Linked DNA regions of Sus scrofa: regions 1, 2, 3 and 4 are each linked to region 5. A link is a contact called in public HiChIP or PLAC-seq data. All regions are on one chromosome and are shown on one strand. The core of a region is the stretch at or near the end of the contact, and the rest is flanking DNA. Distances in the headings are between cores, read along the strand shown.

The links. HiChIP or PLAC-seq counts read pairs in DNA pulled down with a chosen protein or histone mark.
Region 1: an H3K27ac HiChIP or PLAC-seq map of skeletal muscle shows a contact between it and region 5, with 5 times the contacts expected there. The contact joins two enhancer-like sites. A contact is called at or near these places in 3 of 47 Hi-C or Micro-C datasets (embryonic fibroblasts, fibroblasts and heart right ventricle) and 1 of 2 datasets of contacts at active chromatin or transcription factors (skeletal muscle).
Region 2: a contact with region 5 is called in an H3K27ac HiChIP or PLAC-seq map of skeletal muscle. The contact joins two enhancer-like sites. A contact is called at or near these places in 1 of 47 Hi-C or Micro-C datasets (liver) and 1 of 2 datasets of contacts at active chromatin or transcription factors (skeletal muscle).
Region 3: a contact with region 5 is called in an H3K27ac HiChIP or PLAC-seq map of skeletal muscle. The contact joins two enhancer-like sites. A contact is called at or near these places in 4 of 47 Hi-C or Micro-C datasets (embryonic fibroblasts, heart right ventricle and skeletal muscle) and 1 of 2 datasets of contacts at active chromatin or transcription factors (skeletal muscle).
Region 4: an H3K27ac HiChIP or PLAC-seq map of skeletal muscle shows a contact between it and region 5, with 3 times the contacts expected there. The contact joins two enhancer-like sites.

Annotation. Positions count from the first base shown.
Region 1 is chr1:4,744,224-4,746,923 of Sscrofa11.1, reverse strand. QKI (QKI, KH domain containing RNA binding) reads left to right here. Exons shown (of 8, transcript NM_001007195.1): 6 at 1,317-1,616. Among named protein-coding and RNA genes, the nearest start is that of QKI, 140 kb to the left of the region's middle. Within about 2 kb of position 1,388, at least 5 of the 83 cell types and tissues checked have an H3K27ac peak or open chromatin away from gene starts, as enhancers often do. A contact at or near this core is called in skeletal muscle, where this site is marked.
Region 2 is chr1:4,573,169-4,575,868 of Sscrofa11.1, reverse strand. No RefSeq gene overlaps it. Among named protein-coding and RNA genes, the nearest start is that of QKI, 310 kb to the left of the region's middle. Within about 2 kb of position 1,373, at least 11 of the 83 cell types and tissues checked have an H3K27ac peak or open chromatin away from gene starts, as enhancers often do. A contact at or near this core is called in skeletal muscle, where this site is marked.
Region 3 is chr1:4,598,403-4,601,102 of Sscrofa11.1, reverse strand. No RefSeq gene overlaps it. Among named protein-coding and RNA genes, the nearest start is that of QKI, 280 kb to the left of the region's middle. Within about 2 kb of position 1,277, at least 24 of the 83 cell types and tissues checked have an H3K27ac peak or open chromatin away from gene starts, as enhancers often do. A contact at or near this core is called in skeletal muscle, where this site is marked.
Region 4 is chr1:4,538,307-4,541,006 of Sscrofa11.1, reverse strand. No RefSeq gene overlaps it. Among named protein-coding and RNA genes, the nearest start is that of QKI, 340 kb to the left of the region's middle. Within about 2 kb of position 1,341, at least 8 of the 83 cell types and tissues checked have an H3K27ac peak or open chromatin away from gene starts, as enhancers often do. A contact at or near this core is called in skeletal muscle, where this site is marked.
Region 5 is chr1:4,246,103-4,248,802 of Sscrofa11.1, reverse strand. No RefSeq gene overlaps it. Among named protein-coding and RNA genes, the nearest start is that of QKI, 640 kb to the left of the region's middle. Within about 2 kb of position 1,317, at least 38 of the 83 cell types and tissues checked have an H3K27ac peak or open chromatin away from gene starts, as enhancers often do. A contact at or near this core is called in skeletal muscle, where this site is marked.

The DNA.
Region 1 (2,700 bases), core at 139-2,638, 500 kb before region 5:
TTTGTCCACATACCTATCTCTTTATTGGCAGGACAATACATGAACAGTTAAAAGTGAAGAGTTGAATTAATTGTTATTTGATATGTGGCTAACTGTCCCATTTTTACTGCTTTCAAGAATTGAGGACTCTCTGTTTTATGCCAGCATGCTTAAGTTTTAAGTTTATAAACTTTTATTCTTTTGATGAAATTTCAACTTCTAAATTGAAGAGTTTCATAAAATTTTACTGTTAACTACAGATTTAAGACTTCCAACTTATTTCATTTATGCAAAGGACAGAAGTTTTTTGAAAACAATTTTTGAATAAAAGCTATTTTGGAATGTTATCTGAATGCAGTGATTCTTCTGTTGAATTCTGTTCTTTCACTTTGCTTGCATGTTTTTCCCTCTAGTAATTTTTTTCTCTATTGATTTCATATGTGAGTTCACAGAGAGCAGTATCTTAGATACTATTTTAATCCTGTTTTCCCCTTTATATGTATTTTGCATGCTTTCATAAACTATGAGGATTGCTTTTTCTATATTTAATGAAATAATGTGAAATTTATATTTTGAGGCAATCTAAGTTTTACATAGCATTCATATGAGTATGATAGCATTTAATTTTTTTTTTTTTTTTTTTTAAGAAATAGAATTTTAAAGGCATAGCCAACTCTACAAAATGTAGGCAACCTAGTGGGTTTAGAAGAGGTCACTTTTGCAAATGGTTGTCATTAATTTACTCACAAAAATGAGTATATCATTAACAATCATGTGTTTGGGAGTGCAGCATTTTTGTATTTTTTCCTGTGAAGGGACTTCCTACAGATACAGGAAATTAGTAACTGTTGGTTACTTGACTAACTTGATACAATGAAATTTATTCTTTCCTTAATTTGAAACTGAAGCTACCCTTTAGAAATGTATCAAAAAACTGTATTTCTGTGGACTCCAATTACAAAGTATTTTTTAACATCTTTTAATGCAGGTGTTTTCTTGTGCTTCTGCATGCACCTTTAGTCTCATGAGATCTTAAAAGCATAGATATATCAAATACATGAATTAAATATAACCTGTTTTAATGGTCTCATTCTTTTTTTCCCCCAGTGGCTTTTTAATTTTTGCACATTTATTCTTAATCACATTGGGAAAGGGGAAGCTGTTTGCATTTGATTGGTATGCTTTGGCATTTTTGTGTGATCAGTGCATGTACTAATGATTTCCTTTTATTTTTCTTCTTTTCTGCTTTTTCTTTTCTTTTTCCTACTTCCCTCTCATTTTTCATATTTTACACTGCTATCTCTGTACTTCCTTCTAAATTTCTTTGCTTACTGTAGCAGCCCTTGCCTTTTCTCTTGCAGCAACAGCCCAGGCTGCTCCAAGGATTATTACTGGGCCTGCGCCTGTTCTCCCACCAGCTGCCCTGCGCACTCCTACGCCAGCTGGCCCTACCATAATGCCTTTGATCAGACAGATACAGACCGCTGTCATGCCAAACGGAACTCCTCACCCAACTGCTGCAATAGTTCCTCCAGGGCCCGAAGCTGGTTTAATCTACACACCCTATGAATACCCCTACACGTTGGCACCAGCTACATCAATCCTTGAGTACCCTATTGAACCTAGCGGTGTATTAGGTAAGTTCTTCTCCGTATGTGGTGAACATTTTTCTTCATGACTTTTGCTGCCCCAGACTTGAAACGATTGCATCCATTTCAGAGAGGCAAGACAAGTTTCCATTGGGAAAAACTGTAAACCAAATTTTATTTTATTTCAGCCTCTTTGTAAGAGTTCTCCCTTAAAATAATTGTACCTTAGATTTATTTAGATTGACTTTGGTAACTGAAATTCACTGGGATGGGTTAAATTTACTAAACATTTTAAACAGAGAGTACGTTTCATATTTGACATCACTCGGGTTGTTCTGAGTTTTAGATCCTACCTCAGCCTATCCCCATCATCAGCTTCAGCACCCAGAGTTTTTAGGTTCCTTTGGCTCAGAGACGTATTTAATTGTTGGCTAAATTTTAAATTTCTTTGTGAAAGTGCTTTAAGATCTTTTTAAAACTGATATTACTATGTGTGGTTTTCTTATATTTGTGATCACTTTAAATATGAAAGGGATCAGGTGAATAGTTGCGTTCTTCATGTTTTTTTCAGTTTTTCTCTTTTGAAGTCCTTGTTAATATTAAACGTAAGAGATCATCTTAATTTTAATAATGCAGTATGGAATTGATAAGTACACATTTGAGGCAAAAATTAAGATCATACTATAAACGCTCGGTTTTACATGAACAAAAAGTGGTGTGCTTGAAAAAGACATTACTGATGCCTTTTTTTTATAGAGTGGATTGAAATGCCAGTCATGCCTGATATTTCAGCCCATTGACTTGCTGGATGAAGGACTAGAGTACAGCAGCTGTGCTAACGCGACCCGTCCATGTGGGACAGACTGTTCCCGGGCTGCCCTTGTTTTACCAGACAAAATTTGAATTCTTTTTTCTTGAATTGTGTATGACCTTGGTGCTGCGTGCATGCTGTTGACTTTTAGGACTTCGATCTTTCAAGGTTTTTTTTTCCAGCATTAATACTGATTTATAAAAATTTGAAAGTCTTTAATGAACCCGGACACTAAGATTTAAACTTGAAAATTCGTTGTTCAATTAAAGAAAGCCACAATGCTCTGTATGTTATCTGTGTGTGTGCATGCACTCAGGTGCC
Region 2 (2,700 bases), core at 124-2,623, 330 kb before region 5:
TGTAGCTCTGGTTCAACCCCTAGCCTGGGAACTTCCATATGCTGTGAGTGTGGCCCTAAAAAAGAGAGAGAGAGAAAAAAATATAAAGTAGCACAGATTGGAAATGTTCTTTCTTTTATCTCCTGTGCTTCTTTTTCCCAGAAAGGACTAAAGGCCATTTCAAGAGAAGATTTTTTAATTTTTTTTTGTCTTTTATCTTTCTAGGGCCATACCCGAGGCATACAGAGGTTCCCAGGCTAGGGGTCGAATCGGAGCTGTAGCTGCAGGCCTACGCCACAGCCACAGCAATGCCAGATCTGAGCCATGCCTGAGACCTACCCCATAGCTCACAGCAAAGCCGGATCCTCAACCCACCTAGTGAGGCCAGGGATTGAACTAGCAACCTCATGGTTCCTAGTCGGACTTGTCTCCACTGGGCCACGACAGGAACTCCCTCAAGAGAGGACATTGATGGCGAGTTCCTCTCATCACCAATTCCTGTGGAATCAGCTCAGTGACGTCAGCGGAGGTGACAGAGGCTGTGGTACATGAGGGGACGTTAGCACGGCTGTCTTTTCATGGGGGCTTCTTGTCTCCAGACAGGTGGGCAGGTCCACATGCTGCTTTCAGTACATCACAGGTAAGCCCCTCTGATTGGTCCAGGGCAGGGCCAATGACAGAGCCCTCAGCTGCTCGAGCCAGGAGTGGAGGGAGGCTGTGGGCCCTCCTTTTGATGGGTTTATTACATTTCCATGGGCTCCCCCAGACACAGTCTTTCCAAGGCACCGGTGAGTTTGCCTCAATGTGCCACTGAAGAAGGTGGCATCGCAAACCCCGAGCAAAGGGCAGACCTGCCCCCTGGCAGTCCCTGCAGACTGGGTGTTCACAGCTGCCCAGTGATGGACCAGTGGCCTCTTGTGTCCCCGTCCACATTCGCTGCTGATGTCAGGGCTCATGACTTGGGAAGGACGGGGATGCCCGGAGGTGAGGGGGTGACATTCCAGACAGCCTTGGATCAGGCCCTGGGCTGGATGAGGGAGAAGGGAAGATGCGAGGAGGCCTGGGGTCCCAGAATCTGCTCAGGGTGGAGGGAGCTGGGCTTTCCTCTCGCTGGGGCATGTCTGCTGGGAGAGGAAAGGCAGACACCCCTGGGCTGGGCACCCAAGGACCATTTTCGGGAGATACAGTCAGGTGAAAGCCCAGCTGAGAACAGCGGCTCGTGAAGCAGTGTCCATGATAGGCACGCATCTCACCAGGACAGGGTCCTAAAAGCAGCCTCACTTCCTCAGAAACCGGCACACGCAGCGTGGCCGGGGTTGGTGTGGACAGAGCAAGGCGGGACTGGGAGATGATCTAGAACAATCCAGGGCACGGCCCAGGCCCGCCTCCCAGGTTCCCATGGTGAGCCGCACCCTCCTGCCCTTTTGTCCAGAAGGCCCTTCAGGAGAGCAGCCAGCCCTGAGGCCCTGACCTTGAAGAAGAATTTCCTTCTAACCTCTTGGTGATCCGGGAGGGGCCGGCCATCCTGCCTCGGTTTAAGTTTCTTTTCGGTGATTCCGAAGCGGGAATCAAGGCCTGGTCTGTTCTCCCTGACCCTGGCCTCCCCCAGGCTCGATTGTCCTGGAAAACAAATTCACGTGGTAACTGGGCTTGAAATCAGTGGTAACAGGCCAAAGATTGCAGTTTTAAGCAAGAATTAAGGGGGATGGACAAGCGTGCTTACAAGCTGTAATAGTCCAGACGCAGGAAGGATTCTGTTCAAGTCTCTTCCGAGAATCATACTTTGCCTTTCAGGCCAAATTTCCCACCATCTGGACCCCTCAGATGCTAGGACAGCACTTTGTGGTCCCCCGACCACACAGGGACCCCACTGCCTGTTGAGGTGGAGAGAAGGCTGATCACACGAGCCAGGTGTGGGGGGCGTCCACGTGGCCCCGGGTTATATTTTGTGATACTTCTCTTCCCCAGTCACAGTGCAGGCTCTTTGACGCAAGAATTGCCTTCTTTTCAGTCTCCAGCTCTTAGCCTCGGCCCTCACGCGTAGCTGAGGCTCAGAGTTGTCCATTCGATGCGTAAGTGCCCGCAGTAATCACCTTCTCGAAACAGGCCAACCCTGGACACGTGAGCTTTCCTTCGTCACTGTTCACCCAGCTTAGCTCTTGGGCAGAACTGAGGAGGTTATGCTCTCCAGGTACCTTAAATACCTACAGCCTATGGTTTCAGGAGGCCAAACGGGGACCTTGGATAAGCTCTTCCACTTTCCTTGAACTTCAGTGTCCTTGTCTTAAAGCCGTGGTGAGAATGAGGGGGAGAGATGGTTCCTGTTCAGGAGGCAGCCCCCCTGGCCCAGATCTCCCAGGGCCACCCCCGCCCCAGGCACTGTGCCCCCATGGCCCTTGGAGAGTACGTGAACCTTCCTCCTTCAGGGTCAAGGTCATGCTGCCTTGGATCCCGCCGTCTTTACCATTTTCCCACGTTTACTCAGATCTTCTCTTGACCTAAGATGTCTATGGAGTTCTTAAAGGTGGAGCAGGTGGGGGCAGAGCTCCTGGGTTGGACTCAAAGGGCCCCTGTCCCAAGGGGGTGTGGTCTGTTGCAGGGTCACTTTCAGTGGCTCCTTGGTCCCTCAGGCGAAATGACTCCCGGCAGTGGGCAGGCTGTCCAGGGCCCCACACAGCCCGGGCATGTCCCATTTCCCATGTCAGGACACGGAACAGACAC
Region 3 (2,700 bases), core at 28-2,527, 350 kb before region 5:
CAACATTTGCATTTCATAGATATGGGAAGAAAATCAGCAAGTCTGAGTTCTGGAGATAAGTCTAAATCTGGCTGTGTATCCAGATCACCTGGAGATTATCAAACACACAAACAGAATCCTGGGCTGTGCTCAGACCCACAGCCGCAGACCCTGCCAGGAATCTGTGCCTCCCTACATCACGTGATTCACAGGCATACGCCCAGCTCAGGGTGGGGAGGGCGGGTGGCCTCTGGACCACAGGAGACCTTGGTTGTAGCCGAGGCGGGGCTACCCTGATTAGTTTGGTTACTTCTAGGACTTCCTGTCCTATTTCCTGCTTTCATACAAGCCTTTTAATTTTTTTTAAACTAAAACTTCAATCAGCTCAAGAATAGCAAGTCCTCTTTCTTACTCCTTGAAGGGAAAACTGCCCCGAGTGTGAACCCAGTCTCTCCCGGCAGCAGGCTGGGGGAAGCTGGCTTATCTGTACCGACGCCCCTCCCCCCATCTTGGCTACTTGCCAACGTTGGACTAACTTCACGCGGAACTTTCTGCCTGTGCCTTAACCTGCGGATCAGAGCCCCTTGTAACACCAGCCCCTAGCATCCTGGCGATGGATGACCTTGGAGCGGCTCTCGGAGCATCTGGAAGGACGGCCAAAATGAGTAATGGTCAGAGGAACCAAAATGAGATGAACTGTCATCTGAAACGGGGGAGCAGCATGTGATGGAGGAAACAAGACGCCTTCAGGCTTCAAAGTCATGATCGACATAAGGCACACAAAGCCCAAGACCCCCTGGTTCTTTCCTTCCTGGCATTACTTAAGTCGCGCTCAAGTGCCCTGTGTGTCCTTTGGGAAACTTCCACCTGCTGCGCACAGAGCATGCGCATTCGGGCTGCGTTCGCCACGGTGTTGACACCGAGGGTGAAAGCAATGCTCACAACCTTTGGGGATTGTGGGGGGAGAGGTCAAGGGCAAGATCTGGCCCTGCTGATCGGTTGTCCGAGGGCTTCATGCCCTGCACCCCAGGACAAACGAGCTTTCCACACCGCCCGCCCACGCAGGAGTGTCCAGCCAGTTAGAACGCTCTGTTCTCCCCTCCGAGTCCTTCAGGGAAGCCGTACGTTGAACGCCAGATGAGGAAGGCAGATGTTTTCCTCTTCTCCACCCACCGCAGCTCTGCTTTTGCCAAAAGAGGGGGGCACCGCCACAGTTCACTGCTGGGGACCGGGCGGCCCTGCCGCATGCGCAGTGCGCCTGCGCGCAGCACCTGTCTCCCTCCCCCACAGCCCCCCAACCCCATGCCCCAGGACAGGCTTGGGGGACCGAGGTTCCGCTAAACTCTGACTTCTGGGCCAAGGCAGGCCTTGGAAGGGTGGGAAGAGAAATATTATTTGCACATGGGTTGGGTGAATAATATTTCCTAAATTTAGAGCCATTTGCACTTGCCAGTTCTGAGTTTTGTAGTATTTCTGAAGCAAACATCCTTTTTCTGGCAGCAAAGTGATGCTCAGAAGTAACAACAACAACAACAAAAAAAGGGTTTGGAAGAACTGGCACAAGACCGCAATGATGAAGGCCAGATTTCAAAGTTCTCTTTGGCCACCCTTTAATGTACATCACGAGTTTGGAAATGAAAGGAATTCTGTGGCAGGGCTGCGGGGAAAATTGTACGTCTGCCGCAGAGTGTCCGAAACACAGCTGCTCCGTGTGCCCACATCCTGCTTGGCAACTCCAGCCGACCTACAGCTGGGAGGCAGGGACGCTGCCTCCTCTGCTCTTTGCAGCTGCTTGGAGGGTGTTATCAAACCCGAGGGCTCCTGCCCCTGCACTGTGCCACCTTGTTGGAAAGGGCGACCCCCGACTTTGTGTCAGCGTCTCGGGGGCTCCCAGAGAGGGTTAGACAAGGCTCCGATTCGGTTCAATCTGGTTTGCTTCTGTACAATTCAGTAGCTCTTTGGGCGCCTACTATGTGCAGAGGCTCAAATTTTGTGGAGCAAATGAAAATGAATCAGACTCTTTGTTCGCAGGAATCTGTTTCTGGCGGAGGAGACCCACCAACGCAGAGACACCCGTGCAATAGGGCAGTCGTGGAAAATTTACATCTAAAGGGAGGGAGAGGCCCGGGGCAGGAGAGAGAAAGTCTTCCTGGCCTTTATTTCAGGAGGACAGAGAGGGCTTGTATGGGTAGTTTTCAGCCACTGACCTCTTGCATGATCTTTCTTTCCTGGCTTACAGCTGATTTGGTCTTAAAAAAATCAGATTTTGGATAGGGAAAAATACAGCATTTTTCTGATCTTCTGGCTGTGGGCTGTTCTGTCGTGGCCACACGTGGCCACGCTGGGTTTGGGGACAGGATTGAGCCATCAGCTGGAGAACACGCTCATGGGAACAAGATTCCATCATTTTCCCTAGCTCATCATCTGCAGGCCTGGGTGTTGGCAGGTCTCCGGAGGGAGGGAGGCCTAGCTCCTGAGCCTGGCCTCTGGTCTGGGGCGCAGGTCCTGGGGGTTAGTCCTCAGTGTGGCTTATCCTCCTTGGGAGTTCCCACTGTAGCCTAGTACGTTAAGAACCTGGCTGCAGCAGCTGGGGTCACTGCCAAGGAGGCGTGGGTTGGATCCTCCGCCTAGTGCAGTGTGTTAAATGATCCAGTGTTGCCTCATCTGTGGCTTGGACTCAGTCCCTGGCTGAGGAACTTCCATATGCATGGGTGTGGCTAT
Region 4 (2,700 bases), core at 92-2,591, 290 kb before region 5:
AGGCTCTGGTAACGTGGGGAAGATGGCTGGGGTGAAGGGTGGCTGGAGCACGTGACTTGAAGTAGGACTATAAGGGGAGCATCAGCTCTCCTGTGAAGCGGAAGGCATGGGCGACCCCACGTCTGGGCACAGGTGACCACATGCCTTGGACCCTGGAAGGCACACTTGTGTGTTACACTTAAGATGATGATTGCAACGACAGACCCGAGCCGCATCCACGACCTATGCCACAACTCACAGCAATGCTGGATCCTTCACCCACTAGAGCAAGGCCAGGGATCGAACCCATGTTCTCATGGTTACTAGTCGGGTTCTTAACCCACTGAGCCGTAACGGGAACTCCAAGATAATGATTTCTTCAGACTGAATTCTTAATAATGCTGAAAGTCATCTTTGGTTCTGATAGACAAAGTCTTTCCTTTGAAGACAGTAGGCAGGTAGGTACAGTCGTGGAGATGTTAAAGTTTTTTTGAAACCTCTCTGTAATGATTTCATAATAAGTAACTTTAGTAGAAATAAAGGACCCTAAACTCAATGCTCATCTTCAGTGACCCTTCGTAAAATTTATCCTGGTTAATTCCCCAACTCTGTGATTCTATGGCCCCATCTTCCTCCTCCTTTTCCCCCGACACCTGACAGATCTCCCCCTGCAGCATTCGTTGCTGTCTGTGCACAGGAAACAAGGATCTTTCCTCTTGACTTCTGAGTCCCTCAGCTGCACTTAACCTAACCCTTGGAGTATTGGATTGTTTAAATGGGATGATCTATTTTCACTGCATAATGAACATGGAACACCTGAGAGTTCTCCTAGATGATGTTTGAGGCCTCATTTAGCTCTAAAATGTCTAAAATCCAGTGTCTCATCTCCATAAGGTACTTCTCTATTTTATCCCACAAAGTGAATATAACTCTGTCATCCACTCTTTAATCAAGAAAGCTTCAGTGTTCTTGGACTATTTCTTGGGCTTCTCTGTCTCTCATACGCTGCCAAATGCTGCCCGCATTGTTTTCAATAGCATATTTCCTTGTTTTCTGGCAAGGAAAGCTTTATAACATTTCCAAAATAAGTAAGTCTCCAGTATCTGAGTAGGCCAAGCATTTGGCAAGTCCCAATATGTGAGAGAGTTTGTGGAGTCTATTCTAAAATTTCCCTTCTTTCTCTTTTACCCTATACTAGGTAAGCAATTATTTCTGCCACCCTTTCATCATTTGTCTCCTCTCTGGAGCCCCCTGAGGCTTGCGGCCAGACATGACGAAGGGAGTCTCTCTGAATGATAGCCTGTAACTGTCAGCGTTTCCCTGGGAGGGGCTGAATTCCCTTTTCAATCCAAACAACCAAACCAGAATAAAATCTCTGCAATATTTCTGGCCTGTAAACAGCATGCCTTCCTTGGTTCGCTTCCTGACACCTCCCCAGACTGTTTGGGTTTTCGCAAACATCCTTCTTGGCTTCAGGAAGGGTGGGATGAGATTGTTTAGTTGTTCAAGGGGTTCTGAAGTCTCTCTCATCAGCAGTGGTTCCTTGAGGAAGCAGGGACAGAACAGGCGCTCGGAGGGAGCAAGGTGAAGCTTGTGGGGGAGGGGGAAGCAAAGATGAAATCTTGCTCCAAAGTGCAGATCCGGAAAGGTTGGGAAAAGCAAGAGCATTTCAGACTCCCGGGCTTGCTCACATACAGCCAATAACAGCCCAAGATCTACTCTGCTTGACCCTGTTTAGCTCAAGCTGGCAGAATTGTAAAAAGTCACTTGACCAGCCTGCGTCAGGTGCGTCACTTCGAGGTGGGTAGCGTCCAGATCATCTCCATTAAAGGATGAGGGGGTGGACCTTTGCTTTAGGTCATTCTGTATGGCCGTGTGCTGTCAAGGACCAGGCTGACATGAGAGCGTATCATGTCACGGCCAAGAGCACCTGAACAAACTTACAAAAAGAAACAGGCCCCTTTTCTTCTTTCCTTTTTTAAAAGGAAGAGCAAGAAACGAAGAGTAAATGGTTGTCTTTCTGTTCTTTGTCCTCTTTCTGACAAGAACAGCTGTGACATTATGAATGACAAAGAAGGAGCAATTTGCAGGGACACGGGGCCAAATTATCAAAATTCAGTCCCTGTTTATCCATGGCATAAATATACGTGACGTTGGGGCTCATTCTTGGAACACATCATACAGTTTCGCACAGGGTAGGGGGTGTATCTGTGCACCACTGAATTTCTACCATGTTTAACTCCTCCGAGGCATGGACGACGATCCTACGGGAAGCTCACTGGACTAGGGGATGGTTAACCACACGTGAGTTTCTGGACAGCTGACAATCTTTCTTTATTGATACTAAATTTGTGAACCACAGAGTAGATGATAGATCCATAAAGAAGTACTTTTTTATTTTTTCAACATTTCAGTATATTTTGCAGTATGTTTTAATGTAGTATGGCCACTGCTATAAGTATAGACATGCCTAGCAAAAGTCATTCAAGCTATTTGCAGGAATTTATAGCAAAGGTGCATTTAGAATTCAGGGATCCTAGGAATCCAAACAGTAGCTTTGAGAGCTCCGAATGAGTACACAATGGCACAAGCAGTTGTCAACGTTCTTTTCATAACATTCTCTAAGCAACTCTGAAGCCGGTGCCATTGCTGATCAGTTAGCGTTCTGGTCCAGTGGGTCCCAGGACTCACACCATAACATCGGGGGAAATCTTTGCTTTT
Region 5 (2,700 bases), core at 68-2,567:
CAGTGGCCTCAGACATAAAATCAGGGAAACCGGCTATGAATTGCTTTTGGAAGCTCGCCCGTCTCCAGCATTTCATAAACATTAACAACATCGGCAAAGGAATCAGTTTTCAATAGAAACTTCGACAATGAATGCAGTGCTGTCTTGACATGACATTGAACCTTCATCCGTCGGAAAGCAGCCTCTTGGGCATCCACGTGGTGGGTTGTGAAGGTTCAGCTCAGGCGCCCGTCGGCTCTCCTGAGTTACCCGACCCAGGGCCAGTGAGGGCTGAGTCTTTTTCCTTCGCTGTCCTGACCTTCTCTTATTTGTCCCCCCCGCTTTATCTCTGAACACCGAGATGACATATTCCATGGCACACATTCACCGACTTGCATTTTTCGGGGGTTGATCGTAAGGAGAAGTCAGACTTGGAGGAAACGGTTATTAAATTTACCTGCGGGAGGGATGCCTCTTGTCTATTTGATATGAGGTGAATGGAGCTGTTCCCTAAGTGGACTCATGCTCGCCCCACCCTTCTTTAAAAGAAAGAAAGTCACGGGGAGGAGTGAGGAAATTTCCAGCAGCTTTTCACTTTTCCCAGCTCCCACCCGGACACTGGCATGAACTCAAGTGTATTTAAAATAAAGCTGGTTTGCGGAGAGGGCTGTTGGCTTCCAGAGTTGGGTGAGCAATCCCCAACAGATGACTGGGTCCTATGACCTAATAAAAGAAGTATCTCAAGGAAGACTTCAAAGTTGACCTCTTTCCCCACAAGAGACGAATCAAGATGAACTTGGCCTTTGTGCCCTCCCCTCTTCCCAGCTCCCGCGTCCTCTTCCATCCTGTCTTCCTGCAGGCTGCATGGGGACACTCTCTCTTCTGTTTCTCCTTTGGGGAAGTAGTGGTCATTGTGGTTGACACCAGACTCATGGATGGCTGGGGGTGGGTGCCCGATAATTGCAGCACTTCTTAGGCACTTTTGTCTCCCAAATATGGCACCGTGGCAGCTGAAATACCTTATGAAAATAGCATTAAAATGTGTAATGTACCATAAATAAACAGAGAGACAGCCAGGAAGCTGTGCTAATCACTGCTTTGATGTAGCATGAATTACTGTATTTTTAAGGGCCTCATGTTTCTGACTGCTTGTTTTGACTCAGCTGCCACTGCTCCAGAGAAGGCTTGGACCCAGTGTTCCACCTCTTCTCCCTCCGTGGTGACAGCTGTTGTCCTTTGACTCACAGGAAAATGATTTCCCCACCCTTCCCCTGCCTCGCGGCCCTTTCCTGGCAGGACTCCCTGTGAAGCTCCAACTCCCCTCCCCTTGTCGAGGCCGGCAGAGGGCGAGGACGGCCTCTGGGCAGGGCTCCAGGCTCTCCCAAGGCCCTGTGTCATCTGCCAGCCTGTCCAGCGCTCCACGGCAACATCCTATTTTTATCTTGGGCACCCTGGCGCTCTCCCAGTTGGTTGGGCACGTCGGGCAATGGAGGTCGGGCCGGACCTGTGTCACCAGCTGCCGTAGGGCGGAATCCCCTTGCTGAGTGGAGCTCCCAGGAGGAAAGCATCCTATGCTGCAATCTTGGGGATCCATCAGGACATTCCTGCTTTGCCTGCGGGGCATCCGCCACTTACTGGAGAGGCTGAATCCTGACTTGCTACCGAGAGTGGGAGTACTTAAGTTTGTAAGCCTTCAGTGCCTTTCCGGGTCTTAGGATTGATCATGTGGATGTCACAGGGCACAGGTAAAGGCCAGAGGCTGTCTCCACGTTGTAACTGCCCAGGTAACCCCTTTCAGACCGGACTTCTGGGCAGCCCTCCCGCTAGTTCCGTTAATGATCCGGGCTCAGTCCCCCCCAGCTCTGCTCCTGGGTCCGGGAGCGCCCTCTTGTGGTTGGAAGAGCTCTAAGCCGACTTTTTTTCTTTTCCTATTTTTTTCCTAACATTGACGTTTTCTCAAATTTTGTGTTTTCGTCTAACCCCTAGAGTGAAAAGTATTAGCCGTTAGTTTGAAGATGAGCATGGGAGAGGGAGAGAAGGTGGAAATGTTTTATCACCATCTTTATCATCCTTGTACCGAAGCCCCTATCAGTCCACGTTCACTCTCTCAAACCAGAACATTTGAAATATCTCTTTAATGGTCTTTTTGCCTTCGGGATTCTATCCTCTCATCCTTATTATTTTTTTCTTTTTATCTGTCTCAAAATTAAACGAAATGTTCTTTAAAGCTTTTTGCTTTGTTTCCTTGTTGCCTTCTGGAGACCGTTCCAAGGCTGACTCTTTTGTGAAGTTCCCATTCCTGCCTCTCTTAGGTGCCTTCTTACTCCGCTTTGCTAAACCCTTTGGTGTAAGGCCCTCCACACCACTCCCGCCAACGACCATGGAGGCCCTGAGTTTTCCCTCCTCTGTGCCTCCTGTTTGGCTTCCGTGGGCGGCATCAGGGTCCCCTCGCAGGTCCAGGTCGTCCTCTCCCCGCCCACCTCTGCCCATCTTCACCAGAAGCTCTTGCTGCCTCTGCCCTGGCAGGTGCTTCCTCTTCTCACATCCACTGCGCTTGCAGTTCATGCTAATCTGCGCCTTGTGTCTTTCTGCAAACAATGATCATCTCCCAAAGGTGATTACGATCTCGTGGGTAGAGACTGACTATGTACCTTCTTCTTTCTTGGTGGATGCATCGGCGACAAGGAGTGTCTCTGAACCAGTGAACCTCACACCAGCATG